Linked DNA regions of Mus musculus: all the other regions are linked to region 5. A link is a contact called in public Hi-C and promoter capture Hi-C data. All regions are on one chromosome and are shown on one strand. The core of a region is the stretch at or near the end of the contact, and the rest is flanking DNA. Distances in the headings are between cores, read along the strand shown.

Region 1 (2,751 bases), core at 167-2,666, 4.8 Mb before region 5:
AGACAGAAACCCAAAAGCACTTTCATATAACTCTTGTACCATGGCATTCTGATTTTGATCCATCAGAGGAAACTGGGTGTAAAATTTCCCACTTTGGGCATACCAGCACTAAATGAACTTGAGACTTTTAAAATCGCTTTGGGGGAGGGGTTGTAGATTTGCTGGACTGGATTATTTAACCTGCAGAAGCCATCTAAAGAAGAGACTTTAAGTAACAACAACAACAACAACAAAAATTATGCCATTTGACTTGTATGTTCATGAACTTTGGTTTATATAGATGACCATAAAACCCTCAGAGACAGAATGTAAAATATATATATATATATATATATATATATATATATATATACACAACTGAATTGGGCGTTTGTAAACAAAAATTGAAGCCCTCTGACTCTTTGTATCTCAAAGTCTGCCCTAAATGTTAACACGAATCATCCTCGGTAACACTAAATAACACTAACAAGGTCAAAATGCCGTTTACTGATGAAGAGTCTATACTGTACCAAGTTAGTTTACCAATGGTAGAACTTGATTGTTCAACACACCCCTCCCCCGCCCAAAAAATAACTGACTGTAGAGCCTCTGTACATCTCTCTCCACCGGCCAACACTCTTTAAGAACCCAAAATAAACACAACGTTAATGATCTTAAACACACACACACACACACACACACACAAAACACGTTGCGAAATAACGTTAGAAATGTTAAGGTATTGCAACTACCGCCTAGAAGGAATTCCGACTAGCAGCCTCCAAAAGGGGTTTGGGGAAGCGGGGCACAGCACTAGAAGACTTAAATTATGGGCCTTCCGTGTCGTTTATGCTGACGCGCCCTTCCTTCCCGCCCTGCTTCGTCCGTGGAGCCACCCACACAACCGTGCAAGCCCACCGCCGCGCGGTGTCAGCCTCCCCCCGAGACACGGCAGCCGTGACAGGGCCTAGCTATCCGGGAGACCGACGACGCCGGGCGGGCGGGCGGGCGAACCCCGCAGAGCGCCCCACGACGGCCTACGGAGCGGAGGCCGAAGAAGCCAGGCCCGAGTGGGCCCGCGGATAGCCATGAAGAGGAAACGCTGGCGGCCGCAGTCCCCACGCCTCCGGTGCTCAGCAGCGCCACGCCGCCCGCGACCGCCTCCACTCCAGCGGGGAGCCGAGGCCGCCGGGAGCCATGACACCGGCGCCACCGCCACCGGACCAGACCCGCTTACCTCTCGGGGCGACGGGGCGGAGCCCTGCACCGAGGCGATGTACCGCTCCACGTCGGCCTTGCTACGCCTCATCGCGCCGCGGACCAGGCTCCCCAGGAGCGGCAGACCAGCCCTGGGGCCTACAGCGACTGCGGGCTCCAGGAGGTGAGCGCCGAACACCGGTGACGCAGCTCCGTCGCGAACGGATGGGCACAGGGCGTGCGGCGCGCGTCATCACTGTGCGCCGCGCTGCGGCCTGGAGCGCCTGCTCGCTGTCACCCCGCCACGCCCGCGCTCCAGACCACGTGACCGTTTCGCAAACGATCGAGACGAACTCCCTTTCCCCGGGAAAGGCTTTATAGATTTCACTGGTGCTACGTCACAAAGCGGACCTAAAATGGCAGTGCCCTAATAAATCCGACCTTTTCGGGTGCTGCATCTGGTCAACACTTGATTTCCTTCTAAAGAGACAAACGTCGTCATTGCCTCCGGTTTCAGCAGAATAAAGGTTAATATTGGTTGAACAGTGTCTTTATGCTTAGATAAATCGGAGTGGAAATATTAGCGTTACGTGATGAGATGCACCTCACGGGGTAGTTGACGGTTAGGGGCAGAGGAGGAAGTGGTGGCTTTCCTGGCAAACAGAAACAGGCTTCACGAGGTTTTAAGAAATGATGACTTTAGGTTTCTGTTTGGGTAAGAATCGAGGCGGCCGTTAGGACGCTGTCAGCAACAATTGCCTTCAGGGGCCTGTTTTGTGACTTAACAATGAGCAGAACAGATTATATTAGAATATTAAAAGTAATAATCTCTTCGTGCTAGAGAGATGGCTCCGCAGTTAAGAGTGCTTGTTGGTCCTCTGAAGGACCGAAGTTCAGTTCTCAGCAGCCGGTTCCAGGGCATCTATCTAAATCCGGGTTCTGACCCCCGTAGAACCCACACACACACGTCCTCATGTACACACACACACACACACACACACAAAGTTTTAAGTAATAGTCTCAAGATTGTGAATAAACTGTCGTAAACGACAACTGCTGAAAAGAACCTTTGTCTGCAAAGACTGATCAAAACCGCAGTGGAGAGGTTAGAGTGGTGCAGTTCCAGATGTTAAATACCTTATTGTCAGATACAAAGGGTACCCCACCCATCCCCCAAAAATGCCACTGACTCCAAAATTGGATCTAACTTAGACTCAGTCTGGACTGTGGAGGATTTCTAGTGGTTAGGAAAAGCCTGCATTCCTTAGTAACTTGTGAAACTGTTTCCTATCTACCAAAGGAGTAATTTCCCTTACCTCTGGCAGAAATGGATTTACAGCTCTGCGCTAGCCCCCAGGCTCCCCAGTCCATACTTACAAGTACTTGTTATACAATTCAAAGCCCCCTTGCCAGCATCCTGGCTCTTTGCTTCCCTCCTCCCCAGATACATATTCCCCCATCTCCCTTCTCTCAGCTTTTCCTGAGAGAGACAACCTTTGTTGTTTGGAATAAACTTTACCTTGTCTACCCAAAGAGTGGCCGTTTCAGTCTCTTTACTGTGCCCCTTGCCCTTGC
Region 2 (2,700 bases), core at 79-2,578, 4.6 Mb before region 5:
ACTTGATGAGATCTTCTCTGGGCAACGTTTCTAGCTGAAAGATGGAGTCGTATTATTGAGTTTTAAAACCCATGCTTTTAGTACGGCCACCAAAAGAAACACAGTGTCTGCCGAAAACCAAAGAGAGACACTCTAAACAGTTGAGCCAGTCACATTTTTTAAATTGAGAAACGTAACTTCAATAACTAAAAGTAATTAGGTGAATGGAAAATCAAACCAAAACCCCAGCACAAAACTCTTACAGAGAACACTGAGTTCTCTAGCTGTACAAGAAGGGCTTGGAACTCAAGATTTCTCGAGCTGTAGAACTCATTCTGTTGGAAGCTAACAACATAACTACATTCACAGGTGAATCGGGTCACATTTAGACTTCAACTAAAATATTAGGGTTTACTAACTGAAAATTACTTAATCTTTGTGCACAACGTTTCCTCATCTGCAGAATGAGAATAGGGAAGATACGTATTTCAGGAAGCTTACCTGAAAGAATCTGTTACTTCAGCAAATGCCTAGAAATCAGTCTTCAAACACTACATTTTGGTAATAAATTGTGCCCCTACCTTTCTGAATCACTTAGCATAAAACATTGCACAGTGCTGTAAGAACAACCTTATTCCACCCTCAACTCTGGAGCTGGAGCCAACAGGATATAGTTCCTTGCTTCTTCCTGCCTCTTATCTAATCCCCTCGGCTTCGTGTCACTGTGTAAACTTTCATTAAACAGACTAGCTAAATGTTTGAAATACAGCATCGTGCTAACAAGGAGCAGGAAGTAAACAAACTGCTCGCACATCAGGAAATTTAAAAAAGAACAGGAAATCTGTAAGTAAATTAAAATGAAACTCCCTGAGGAAAGGTTAGTTCTTTTTTTTTTTTTTTTTTTTTTTTAAATAATTCTCCCCATGCCAAAGTTTTCCGATTCATTAACCTTATGCGCTACAGGGAACCAGGCGGCTGAGTGCTCTCCTCACCTTGGATTTCGGGGTCCCGGAGGGTGCTGCAGCTACGGCATCTGGAGCAGAATCCTGTAAAACAAACCATAAAAAGAGCTCATCCCAATTCCAGGTACAAGGCGCGGCCAAACAAATCTGTGCAGAGGAGGACCCCTTTAGGCGGTAGGGACCGGAGCTGGGCCGTCGCCACGGCCGGAGCCAGCACCAGGTTCAATGCCAAGCGCCGCGGCGGGGGTCTGGGCGCGAGGGCGGGGACAGGGTGCTCCCATGCCCTCCCACCCCTCGAGCGGCACAGCGGGCCAGCGGGGCGGCGCGACGCCCACCGTTACCTCCATCGCGGCTGCGACCCGCGGCTGCCTCCACCGCCTCTTCAGGAGTCTCGGCTGCTCCGCCTCCGAGGCTGCCGAGCGCGGGTCAAAGGTCTCGTTACGAGGCGACTACGCCTCCCCGCGTCTCCAAGGCTACGCAGAGCTGGCACTTCCGCTTCCTCCTTGGTGTCCGGGAGGAAGTCGTCTTTGCGCAGGTCCCCTGGCCGGTGCCGGAACGCGCTGAGTCGCCCTGCACTACTACCCTGTGCCAGGTGACAGGTTTGAGCACACGTTCCTTTGATCACTTCGTTTTCTAATTTTTAAAGATGTGCTTTACAAATATAACTATCCCGACTAGCAGGCATATGTGAAACAAATAGTTTTATAGGTGACTTTAATTCTGTCATGTTCAAAATAGGTTCCTCTGTGAGTAGTAATAAGGAATAAATTACTGAATCCGTTACTTTCTCAGGAGTTTCAAAATGCTGGCATGCTGTCTCTGTATTGCTAAATATTAATTTGCCGGCTGAGGTGCTTCTCGTGTTGTTTATATTGTCAACTTGAAAGGATCTAGAATCATCTAGGAGAGAGCCTCTAGACATGTATGTGAAATTTATCTAGATTAGATTACTTGAGCTATGGAGACCCCCAGTAACTGTGGGTGGCAGCATTCCACAGACTGGTAACCCTGGTTGCATAAAAAAGGATAACTCAGACTGAATTCCAGCATTCACTTCAAAGAACCCATCGAGGTCACAGTGTGGGAAGGTACACGTGACTAGTCTGATGAGGGCCCTCCCTTGTGGTTACGAATGAGAGAAGACAGGGTAAAGAGATTCCAGGTTCTGTCAAGAGTCCTGCAGGCCTTCTTTTTCCTTGTAGTTGCTCACAAGGGGATGAAGGCAAGATAAGGAAGATAAAACCAATCCAAACCCCAGAGGACTCTAGAGAAGGAAGATACTACAATATAGATTTTCGTTGTTATTGTCTAATAGAACACGTTTAGACTGACCTAGACCCTAAAATAATGCCTGATATTTTTCTATAGTTAAGCCTGGCCTAAACATAAACTAGAGGACAGAGCAAGTGGCCGCTGGTGGCGAATATTAATTAACATGTTGTATTTTCATAGGTGAGAGGGTGTTTTTCAGCAGGTTTTTCAGGTTGTCTACTTCCAGGTGTAGACATACACTAATTGCAGGTATAGGCCTTCAAGCAGTTGGGCCCTCACCCCCAAGTAGAGCCAGAGCGTTTTCCAAGTTCCGTATGGGAAAAGCCAGGTGTTTTTGTTGGTTTTGATCATGGCTTCTGGAAGTCATATGGCATGACCTTTACAAAATATAAAGACATCAAATTCCCTGGTAATACCGTGAGGGGAGAAAATCATTACCCCCTGTCAGTCCTCAGTCCCAATACACAGCCCAGCAAGCGGCTGTGTG
Region 3 (2,899 bases), core at 140-2,639, 3.0 Mb after region 5:
AGTGCTAGGGAATGAATGAAGAGTGAACAAATGAATGAATTAATGAATGAACCAAGTTTTTTAGAAAAAATTATTCAACAAGGATCAAGAAAACTAAGTCTTGCAAAATTAATTCACTCATGTAAATAACACTAAGCTACACTTAACTGACATCTCTATGAATATTTTAATGCAACACAGTATTATCTTTGTGGATGGCTTACTTATGCAGTGGGTTTCATAGAATAAAGTAATCCTTTTTTTTTTTTAGGTTTTTTTTTTTTTTTTTTTTTGAGGCAGTGTAGCCCTGGCTGTCCTAGACCAGGCTGGCCTCGAACTCAGAAATCCGCCTGCCTCTGCCTCCCAAGTGCTGGGATTAAAGGCGTGCGCCATCACGCCCGGCGCAACACCAGTATTATAATCGTCATGACGTGAAAAACTAAATACAAAACATGAGCTAGAGCACGTCCAGCCTAGACTCAGAAGCGGAATTTGAGAACAATCAAACTCAGAAAACAAACGTTTCAGCTTATGAATCTGAAAAGGGGGTAGATATAGTTGACTGTTCTAATTTTTATCCAGGAACAACAACAACAACAACAACAACAACAACAACAAAAACCACACCACAGGTAGCAATTAGACTGCACTTGTGATGCATATCAAACTCAGTAGACTGAACTTCTTTCTTTTAAAGGTAAAGGAAATTACAGCATCCTACCAAGAACCACTTCATCTACCCCCTTAGCATAGACACTTCTTTATTTAAAAAAAAAAAAAAATACATTCTAGAGTCCTCCGATTGTTAAATTCACCCACTGCCCTGAACTCCAGGACCCAAAGCACTCGCTCCTCTGTGTTGTGGGGGAAACCCAACCCAACAGATGTAGGCGAAGAACGACGTTGCTAGGAATGTGTAATATAAATAAGGGGAGAGGGAGGAGAAAAACAGGTTAAGCCTAGAACAGAAAATTTTTCATCTTGTGGCCATTCTGTCCTTACACGTGGGCAATCGCGCTGGAGTTTTCACCCCAACCCCCACCTACAAACTTAGGTGAGCCGGGACGCCCAGCCGAGGGATGACAGCTCGGTCCACCCGCGCTCTTCCGGACTCTGAGACCAGCCCCGCCCCGCCGCACACTCGGGCTCCGCCACCCGCGCCCTCCCTCTCCCTAGCTCACCTCAGCCCCGCCGCCACGCGCGCCTCCGGCCTCCTGGAGGTTTGCTTCCTCTTCTCACTCCGGCGGAGCGGAGCGGAGGGCTGCGCCCCGACCTCCTCCGCAGCACACGCGGGCCGGCGGGGGTCGCTCGCTGTCACGCCTTAGCGCGCGAGGGCTGCCCAGCTGGCACTGACCCACAAACCCACACACCCGCGCCGAGCGACGGAGGGGCGGGGCGGGCGCCGGCCATACGTCACCGACCGCGACGCCAACGTCGCCACGTCAGCACCCGGCCGCCCTCGGCCCCGCCCATGCGGGGGTTGGCGTCGGGTGGCGTACACGCTAGCAAGTTTCAGCTCAGTTTTAGTGGTCCGACTCTTGGTTCCCTCCGGCCGACTCCCTAATCCCCGCTTGGTTCTGATAATGGCACCGAGTAATTAATTCCTATTGAAGGCAGAAACCAGTGAGTCACAGTCCCGTGGTTACTAGATGGTTCCGCCCACCTGCTCTAGGCTCAAGTTTCGATTTCCCTGAGTTTCATTATTCTCCACTTTGTACTTCTGAAGTTGTTTCTGACCTTCGAAACAAAACATCTGACGATAGCCTGGTGCGACTGGCAAATTTAGAAAAGCTAGCCTAAAAAAACTGCATTGTTGTTAAGTTTGAACTGATGAGCGAGGATACAGATGTGGTATGCATTGTCATCCTACCCTTTCAGCCCATTCTTCCCGAGACAGTTGTCCTAAAACTCACCAGAACCCTGTTTTATAGAAGCAGCATTGGTTGAATAATAAACATAACTTGCCAAACCCACTGGAAGTTCTGTATACCAGACTGAGGTAAGAAGACCTCAATAGCGATAGAAGCATTTCAGAAATTAAAATGAGATAACGCAGATGAAAAGAATCATGAAGTATTAATGAAACTTGGTAAGATTCACTAAGAGGAAAAGTTACTGGACTGTCAGCAATATGAAAGACCCATCTGGTGATAAAGGTTTGTCTGGTATGACCTGAACTTTATGAGGAAAACAAACAAAAACCCTTCACATTCTGAGAGTCCCTTCTAATACAATCCAAGGAACTAAATGCACTGTAGAAGCAATATATGACCATCACAGTCTCTACATTTCTCTAAGTTCCCAGTCTCTACATTTTCTAAGTAGATGCTGAATGCTTACATAATAGGGATTTGGGGGGAGGGAGACGCATTTTAGGAGAATTACTGGCTGGTTTTGCTAAAAGTTAGTCCAGTCGCATGTAGCCTTTCAAGCGTTTACAGTCTAACTCATTTTATCACCAAACTACAACTGGTGATCCCAAAGACTCTTGGTCTCACTAGAGAAAGAATTCTAGGAGAGATACAGAAGAGACTTAAGCAAAAGCAAATTCATTATAGTAAAAAAGCAGAGGCAGATATTCCCAAGTGGGAAGGCCACCTGAGAATCCAAGCAGAGGTGATGTGAGTGGCATAGAAATATTTTGCTAATCTGAGATACATAATTGTGGAATTTTCAGAAACAGAGAGAGCATTTCCATGAAGCAGGCAGGGAAGGAAGAGGGGTTTGATCAAACATAGAATTATAGTACCAAGATTGCAATTTTGGAACAGCATGTATGTTAAAAACCGCAACTATAAATAAGATGCTAATTAATTTCCAGCTGAACTTTTGGGTCTCAGAGTCTCTGCAGCATGCAGATATTACTTGTATAGAGTACAACTGAAAGTAATATCATCCTGGCACTCAATCGAGCTAGATG
Region 4 (2,700 bases), core at 100-2,599, 3.9 Mb before region 5:
TGGCCAGAGATGAACCTAGATTCTGTCAAGTTGACAATACTAACTGTAACAGCTAGTGTCTTCACAACTTATACTGAAAACAGAGTTTTACACTTGGGCGAAAGAGTATAGAGGTCACATTATCAATCAGAGGAGGTACAAATAGCCTCTACGTGATAGTTTATGTCTTGAAATGTTGGGCTCTACTTTCAGGACTCTTGTAACTACAATGGTTCCCAGTCTTCCATATCTATCTCCAACTACAAATGGACTCACTGAACATTTTGTAGCTCTGTGTGTTCTGTTTTTTTCTTTTTGTTTTTTGTTTTTTGTTTTTTGAATCTTGAACTTCCAAATACTAGGGAACGGATACCAGAGACTTTACAGATTTGCATGCTCAAAACACACAGGCTGATTATCTTCTGTTTTCAATTTTATCCCCACTCTTTGGTCTGTGTTAGTTAACAGTTGTAGTTCTGCCAGATTGATAAGGGTTACTCCACCCCTCTATATGCGTTTTTTGTCAATTTTATGAGACATCTTTATTTTAAAATATTTATAGTAATGGGTATTTCAAAGTGATGTCTGTGTACCAAACTCTTCTCATGGAATGTTTTCAAGGGCAAATTACAGAAAAATAAGAATCGACACTTTTCTATGAACACAGCCCAAACATACACATCAAAACAAGGATGTCAATTGTATGTCCGGATAGCTGTTAATAAACCCCTATACTATAATAAATGTCTTAACTAAGTGAACCCTTTTTCAAGTACATGTTAAAATGTGTCTCAATAGTAAACAAAAGAACGGAAAGGCCCAAACTTGCGGGGGAAATACACACACACACACACACACACACACACACACACACATACACACACACACACACACACGCGCGCATATATATATACGGACACATATATATGTACACACAGATATATATTATATACATATATACATACATATATGTATATATATGATATATAACATACATACACACACACACACACACACACACACACACACACATATATACACACACCAGTGAAACTTGTTCCACATAGTGGCTGCAGGAGTAAAATATGTATGTTAGTAGAACAACAACAAAGAAAACAAAACTAAAAAGGGGACTTTAGTGGAAATGAGATGGCTAAATCCCAAGAGGAACCAAAAAACAGTAACAGTAGCTCTTCTAACGTCCAAATTCAAGACAATGACAGAGGCCTTCCCTAACACAGTCTTCTTTACTTGGCAAAGTAGGCCCACTCCATGAAGCCACAAATCTAGCATCGCTGAAGACCACGCCCTTCCTCTCGGCGCATTGCGCACGCCCGGCAGCAGTCACCGGGTCCAGGTCTGAGCGGAAGTGACGCACGCGAAGCTGAGGGGCTTGTGCGTCTGCGCCGGAAGTGCCTGCCAGACAGTAAATAAGCCCAGAAAAAGGACGAAAGAAGCTGTCTCCATCTTGTCGGCACGCGCCGAGCTGGTGACGCGGCGGCGATGGGGAGCGTTCTGGGGCTGTGCTCCGTGGCGAGCTGGGTAAGGCGACCTGGGGCTCGCGGCCCGTGCGAGCTGGGTTTATCCGCCCTCCTCCGGTCTTTGCGGCTCCGCTTCGGGGCTGGAGCCTAGTGAGGGTGAGGCCGGGCGGAGCGGGGCGTCTCCCGAGCAATGGCTTTCTCTCTCGTGGGAGCCTCGGCCGTCGCCGTTCCAGCTCCTTCCTCCCACGGGCACTGAGTTTCTCCTTGTCACCCCGATTCCGGCGACCTCGCACTGCGGCACTGTCATTCCCGGAGGCCTCTTTTGTTCTGACACGCAGCCGCCAGGGAGTCGGGCCCGTTATTTGGGACATCTCGACAAGTGTCGACGTAGTCTTACCGGGTTTTTTTTGTTCTTGTTTTTAATACAGAAGTCAAATTCCCTTACTACGTACCTTTTTCGGTTTTGTTTGCTTTGATTCTTATATTTCCAAATTTATGTTTCTAGAAAAGGTGTTCAGGTCTGTGGGTACTGATTTTTTTTTTTTTTGACGTAAAACATGAACGTGCAATCTGAAAGTTGATGCTATAGGAAGGGTATGTTGCATTTTCGTGAGGCAGTACAATCCTCTAGAACAGTGGCAAGATTTCGTAAACCAGATGGCACAGATGACCCCGTTCTCTAATAGACAAAACATTGGCAGAGCAGTTTATAATAAAAAGCTTCATTGCTTTGGGTGAGGTATTTGGATTCAAATCTTATTCTTTGGCCAATGATTTCTAAGTTTAACTCGGAACAATCTTTTTTAACTAAATCATCCCTTTGTGTATATGTAACCAATGTACTGGCTAGTTTACATGCCTCATCATTTGAAAACTGCTTTGGTATGATATGACGAGAATTATGCTTAGTTTTTACTCAATACTGTTTGTAAGTCCAATGAGCTATTCCCTTATATTTTGCTATTTGCAGTTGGATAAGGAAATTTGACCTCGGAGAGCCTAATTGAGTCTGTTGACCCCTTTATACAGAAGGCAAAATTAAGTGTAGTAAAACTTAATAAATAGGAGCTGGGGAGATGACTCAGCTTGCTGCTTTTGCTAGATTATGGAGTTTAGTTACCAGCACCCACACATTCGGCAGTTCACTGCTTGTAACTCCAGTTCCAGGGAATCTCACACCCCCTGTCTACTCTCCACTGACAGTTGGCTCCCATGGGCACATACTCCCACACATAAGACA
Region 5 (2,898 bases), core at 241-2,740:
ACCTAACAAGACTGTGTCTCAAAAAAAATTTAATACTTCTACTCATTGTAGAGTCAAAAACGCAACCCTTACCTCAAAAGGAGAGAACAGTTTATCCTGGAACAAACTATGAGTGGCTATGGTCCAGTTTCTCCCCTTCCGTGGTCCAATGTACTAATAGTGCTCCAATGTGTGAAGTTTTTATAGGGACATAAAATCATTAAGATTGAACCAATGTATCATACAGGTGTACTGCTTAATTTCAAATGTCAACTTGCCTTAACCAAGAATTACCTCAGAAAAGAGATTTTTTTTTTTTTTGCTTGTTTGTTTTGTTTTGTTGAAATGTATCTGGCTGTCCTGGAACTCACTTTGTAGATCAGGCTGGCCTTAAACTCACTGAGATCAACCTGCCAGAATTAAAGGCCTTTGCCACCATGCCTAGCTGAGAAGGGAGTCTGAATTAAGGAACTGCCTGTATCAGATTGACCAGTAGGAATGTCTTTGAGACATTGTATCCTTAACTGATGTAAAAAGAGGGCCTGGCCCTAGGAAGTAACACCCTTAGGCTCTAATGTAGAAAGTCTTCAGGAACAATTTGAAGTTCAGAAAAACACTTATTAGTTGAGCTAGGGACATTTTGAGATCAGGGAACATGAACGGTGGCAGCACGTGCTGACATGACTCTCTTGCTGAAGCTGAGTTGGGGTCAAGATAATGAATTTCTTTTTTGTTTTTGTTTTTTCGAGACAGGGTTTCTCTGTGTAGCCCTGGCTGTCCTGGAACTCACTCTGTAGACCAGGCTGGCCTCGAACTCAGAAATCTGCCTGCCTCTGCCTCCCAAGTGCTGGGATTAAAGGCGTGCACCACCACGCCCGGCCAGATAATGAATTTTTTATATCCAATTTTGCCCTCAGCTGCCTGATTTGATTTAATAAAAATTGCTGATAGGTAGATGTGCAGTCAGAGGATTTAAAGTAGAAGTGACTTCACAAAACCGTAACACCACTTATAAAATTTAGCTCGAAATGGATCAGAGAACTACACGAAATGGAAAATATTGTGACGTGGAAGTAGGCAGATTCCTTAAATACATCGCCAACCCAAAAAAAAAAAAAAAACAAAAACAAAAAAAAAACAACAAAATCACTTGTGTTCTAAGATATCTGAAGGTGCAAACCAAAGTCGAGTCCCAGATCGCCCACATCCCGCCCTAATACGTCACCAGGGTTCCCCTTCTCTCCGCCCTAGTCTCCACCCCGCGTTCGCCCATCACCAATCCGCGGAATTCCTGCCAGCCTGAATTATCCACTTCACCCTAAACCCGCCCTCGAAGCCGGTGTCCCGCTCAAACCCCGCCCCATGCCTCCGAGACCCGCCCCTCAGACGTCTTGTCCGGCCCAAACCCCGCCTCCAGCTCCCCGAGTCCCGCCTCTCTCCCTGCTCCCGCCTCCCGCTCGCAGACTCCAGCGTCCGTCCTGGCGCGCGCCCGCCTGCGTCCGCACCCGGAAGAAGCCCCAGCGGCCGGAAAGTTGAGGCAGTGCGCGGCTCGGGGTCCGCGGGAAGCTCAAGTCCTTCAGAGGCCGAGCGAGAGCAGCGCGAAGAAGCCTGCGCGCCCCCGCGCAAGGCGGCCCCCTCGAGCGGCCGCGCGCACGCCCCGCCCCCTCCAACGCCGCGCGGGTCGGGCTGGGGCGACCACGGCCGCAGCGCGGTCCCGGCGACCAAGACAGTGCGTGTTGAGCCCGTAAGTGACCACCGCAGCGTGAGGTCCCGGGGGATCGTTTCCCTCCCGTGGTTAGCGTCAGGTCTCGTCCGCATCCTTTAATTTCTAAACTCCCCGCAGGGCTGGGAGGCCACAGCCAACCACCTGTGGATTAGAAGCGAATTTCCAAATGCTTTCCAAAGCATCCCTCCGCTAGGCTCTCGCTCGCCAGGCGGCCTGGAGGCGCGCAATGAGCGCGCACCCGCGAATGGCGCGCAACGCGGGATTGAGACGCGCGGGGCGTGGCCACAGCTCCCGAGGGGCGGGGCTACGCGAGCCTAGGTGAGGGACAAGGCTCTATCCCCAAACTGCTCTTTTTGGCGCCACCTTGCAGTGGATAGTATGAAATAAAGCAAAGCCATTTTATTTGTTTGGATGCCAGAGGCAAGAGGAGAGAGAATTTGATAGTTGTACAACCATCGTCCCCCCTCCCCTAGACAGTAAATGGCTTAAGTTTGTAACGGGATGCCTGAGTTTATAGGTTGATAAACTTGTCTAATTGCACGGATGTTGGAAAAAAAAAAAAAGAAGAAGAAAGCTGTGTTTAAAAAATATCGGTCTGTTTAACACTGTAATTTACCGGTTTAACTAGGCAAACATTTAACCTGCCCCTGTTAGGAACTTAAAATTCTTTGCCCGCCCTCTTTCTGCGCTGTTGGAGTTGGGTATGTTGTTAATTGTTGTTTCGGATTTCTGCTCTACATTCACTTTGTATTTGTAAAATCGTAAAGATATTCCTTTGGTCACTCTTGAGGGTAGTGCTGTGATTTTTTTTTCCCAGCTAAGATCCACATCATGAAATACTATGATCCCTTTCCCAAATAATCTCTTTTTTTACTCTTGGCTGATTGATTATGCTATTACCTAACCAAAACCAAGTCGCTTAGTATTTTAGTGTTGGCTTACTTTGACTGATTCTCTGAAAAATACTCTCTTAATCTCATACCAGCCTCCTGTACTTGTCAGTGTTCTTGGCTTAAGTGTGATGCAACTTTATACTTTATACCTCCCAGCTGAGCAGGTGTTCAGAGAGGGCAGAATCAGTAGCCAGTGTGATCCACCTCAGGGATGCCAAACTGAACTTTAACTGAACTATATCTAGTCTTCTTTAGTCATAGTATTTATAGAGGATGATATATGTTACATAAATAAAATAA
Region 6 (2,775 bases), core at 145-2,644, 3.9 Mb before region 5:
TGGCACTAATACTCAGCAAAAATTCAGTGACATAGTTGTCCAAATATCAGGTATATTCTATTGCTGTTACCTCCTAAAAGCAGGCAAGGGTGAAAACTAGTTTTAACAACAGAAAAGGGCACAAATGAAACGGAGGAGATAACATTTATTTGACATATAGCTAGGTATTTCCCACTTACTCATCTCAAAAACTGTGAACATGAAAATACCCTGAATAAGTCATCAACTCCAGTAAGAGGAGCCGATCCCCTTCATGAAGAGATTTGAACAATCCAAGCATTGCGAGTCTAGCAAAGGAAAGGCACAAGTGATGTAAAGAATCACTCTGCAAAGAATCTTTGTGTGGAACTGGGGGGAGGGGGTCTTGGGTCACCTAGGCAACGCATCAATCTAACACATAACTTAGACCAGGCAAGATACCGGGCTTGATTAAGGTCATCTTTATTTATAAGGAGGATCTGGATCAAACTGATCAAGGCAACCACAAACCACTATGCCGGCAACTATTCTGTGAAATTTAACGACTCGGTTTTTAACTCCAAGCCGCTAAGTTACTAAGCATAGTCTACAGGCACTTTTACTTGAATTATTTTAAAGAAACGACCCAGTCTCAAAACAATAACTGGGAAATTTCTATGTTAAAACTACATAAATAAAATACATAAATAAAATTTAAAAGCTCAAGGCAAGAGCAGTCGGAGTCTGCACATTTTCCCATTATCATCATAAAAGATCCCAGACGCCAGGGCAAGCAATCCCCGCGGAGGTGATTTCTTTAGATAAGACCTGTGCTCGCTCACTAGCCCGCTCGCCCGCTCTCCCGGGGCTCCGCGACCTCCGCGCCCCGCGGCGAGCAGACGACTGAGGATGAGTGTGCAGAACGCGCCGCCGGGGCCGGTTCCGAGCTCCCCGGGCCGGCGGGACCGTTACCAGGGCGCCCCTCCCCCACGGCGCGCGGCCGGAGGAGAACGGAGCCTGCGGGGCCCGGCTCGCCGCGCACACAAAGCCGGGGGTCCGCGCGAGGTGGGGAGGCCGCGCGCCGCCGCAGGCCGCGGGAGAAGCCGAGCCCAGCCCAGCCCAGCCCAACCCAGCCCAGCCGAGCCGAGCCGAAACGAGCCGAGCCGAGCCGAGCCGGTTCGACAAGGGGGACCCGAGGCCACCGCGTCCCCGACCCTACCTGACTCCAGGTGATGAACTCGTTGGTGTGGGTTTCCTCCACAAGCGTCCACAGCTTGCTGAGGAAAGCCGGCACGTTGGAACTCTGCTTCATTGTTAGCCCGGTGCAGGGATTCCAAATTCTACTACCGAACGCGGAGGTCGCAGCGGCGGCGGCGGCGGCGGCGGCGGCAGCAGCGGCGGTGGCAGCAGCTGCTGCTCCGGGGAACGCACACCACGCAGGCGCGGCGGATCTCGGGCTCCGCCCCCTCGGCGCCGCGGGGCGCGCGGTGAAGGCGGAGAGACCCCGCGGCCGCACGTGATGGACAAGGCTTCGCGCTCCACCCCTGCGCTCTACTCCCGCGCCCGGTCTCAGCGAGTCCAATCCAAGGCTTCGGATGCACTACAGAGCAAAGCGATTGGCTGCTGCCGCGAGGAGGGGTGGGCCCAAGAGTGGTTCAGCCTTCTCTGTTACCTTTTAGGCAGGGTACTCTCTTAGGGAATGATATTGGGTCCAGGGAAACCTTGTTTAGTGGATTCGCATGGAAAGGGTTTGGGTGCACCGGCTGTGGCTGGCAGAGTGCAGAGAAGCCCAAGGGCAGTTGACTCATAAGTTTGACCGGCGAAGAGTAATTTGCTCCAATCTAAAGGAAGGAATACATCACATGGGGCAGTGAGCTGCTTGTGAGCAGATGTGCTAGGCCCCTGGTTGAAACTATCTTAAAGACAATGAGCTTTTCTATACATTTTTCATGGGGAGAAAAATAGCTCATTTAAGGACAGTTTTATCAAAACCTGAAGCATGAATAATAGTTCCCTATTTGTGAAGTACTTGCTATTGTGTGTGTGTGTGTGTGTGTGTGTGTGTGTGTGTGTGTGTACTATTAGGAGCCAGCATCTGTTAAGAGCATCTTATATGCTTTTCTCAACTCAGCAAGCATCAGGTGCCTGTCATAAGCCCAGTTCAAAAGCAACGAGTCTAGTTTTAGAGTATCTGAGTCAAAATGATTGTTCTGCATGTACCTCACAGGGGTTTCCTCAGGCAAAATGTGATTCGGAACAGCTTCTTGAGCGAAATTTCCCATTTCTTCATTGACAATAAGACTTTCTACCCGTGAAGAGTAGCTATAATAACGTGGATCTCTGAAAAAAAGATTTTTTAAAAAACTTTTTTTGTTGTTGTTTTGTTTTGTTTGTTACTTAATAGCTGATCATAGTGTCTGGAATCTGTAAGTCAAGCACTCTGGAGGCTGAGGTAGAACTGTGGAGCAGTGGAGGTCAACCTGGGTTAAATAGTGAGCTCCAGGTATCCTGGGCTAATGGCAAGAAATATAGATAGATAGATAGATAGATAGATAGATAGATAGATAGATAGACAGACAGACAACTTTTTCAGTAAGCATATACTGAACACAGTCATACAGCACTGTTTGGATATATGATGGGGATATATGATGGGGTAACTGTGATTTTAAAAAAAAAGACTAATATTTGATGAGGTCTTATGTGACAAGGGCTTTGCATGTCTTATCCTATTTAATCCTCACAGCAACCCAAAGAGGAAGCTTCAAAGGGTCTGATTCAGGTTGGTACAAATTCTATTCAACCAGTTACACAAAG

What was found. Promoter capture Hi-C pulls out the DNA fragments that hold promoters and counts their contacts. Hi-C and Micro-C count contacts between places; a contact is called where the count stands out from the background.
Region 1: a contact with region 5 is called in a promoter capture Hi-C map of pre-B cells. The contact joins the promoter of Ranbp2 here to the promoter of Mcm9 in region 5. A contact is called at or near these places in 3 of 39 promoter capture datasets (frontonasal cranial neural crest, maxillary cranial neural crest and pre-B cells).
Region 2: a contact with region 5 is called in a promoter capture Hi-C map of pre-B cells. The contact joins the promoter of Gcc2 here to the promoter of Mcm9 in region 5. A contact is called at or near these places in 2 of 39 promoter capture datasets (cranial neural crest and pre-B cells) and 1 of 484 Hi-C or Micro-C datasets (CD4 T cells).
Region 3: a Hi-C map of B cells shows a contact between it and region 5, with 5 read pairs. The contact joins the promoter of Ascc3 here to the promoter of Mcm9 in region 5. A contact is called at or near these places in 1 of 39 promoter capture datasets (pre-B cells) and 1 of 484 Hi-C or Micro-C datasets (B cells).
Region 4: a contact with region 5 is called in a promoter capture Hi-C map of second pharyngeal arch cranial neural crest. The contact joins the promoter of Serinc1 here to the promoter of Mcm9 in region 5. A contact is called at or near these places in 4 of 39 promoter capture datasets (cranial neural crest, frontonasal cranial neural crest, pre-B cells and 1 more) and 6 of 484 Hi-C or Micro-C datasets (B cells and embryonic stem cells).
Region 6: a contact with region 5 is called in a promoter capture Hi-C map of pre-B cells. The contact joins the promoter of Hsf2 here to the promoter of Mcm9 in region 5. A contact is called at or near these places in 4 of 39 promoter capture datasets (cranial neural crest, frontonasal cranial neural crest, pre-B cells and 1 more) and 4 of 484 Hi-C or Micro-C datasets (CD4 T cells, the G1E-ER4 cell line, embryonic stem cells and 1 more).

Annotation. Positions count from the first base shown.
Region 1 is chr10:58,445,517-58,448,267 of GRCm38.p6, reverse strand. It overlaps Ranbp2 (RAN binding protein 2), which reads right to left and starts at 1,416. Exons shown (of 29, transcript NM_011240.3): 1 at 1,217-1,416. The coding sequence starts at 1,288.
Region 2 is chr10:58,254,154-58,256,853 of GRCm38.p6, reverse strand. Gcc2 (GRIP and coiled-coil domain containing 2) reads right to left here and starts at 1,328. Exons shown (of 23, transcript NM_027375.2): 1 at 1,283-1,328; 2 at 972-1,025; 3 at 1-34. The coding sequence starts at 1,288.
Region 3 is chr10:50,591,159-50,594,057 of GRCm38.p6, reverse strand. It overlaps Ascc3 (activating signal cointegrator 1 complex subunit 3), which reads right to left and starts at 1,389. Exons shown (of 42, transcript NM_198007.2): 1 at 1,161-1,389.
Region 4 is chr10:57,531,178-57,533,877 of GRCm38.p6, reverse strand. It overlaps Serinc1 (serine incorporator 1), which reads left to right and starts at 1,349. Exons shown (of 9, transcript NM_019760.3): 1 at 1,349-1,521. The coding sequence starts at 1,483.
Region 5 is chr10:53,628,549-53,631,446 of GRCm38.p6, reverse strand. Mcm9 (minichromosome maintenance 9 homologous recombination repair factor) reads left to right here and starts at 1,490. Exons shown (of 13, transcript NM_027830.3): 1 at 1,490-1,723.
Region 6 is chr10:57,485,004-57,487,778 of GRCm38.p6, reverse strand. Hsf2 (heat shock factor 2) reads right to left here and starts at 1,394. Exons shown (of 12, transcript NM_008297.3): 1 at 1,178-1,394. The coding sequence starts at 1,270. It overlaps 4930467K11Rik (RIKEN cDNA 4930467K11 gene), which reads left to right and starts at 1,426. Exons shown (of 4, transcript NR_045353.1): 1 at 1,426-1,596; 2 at 2,705-2,740.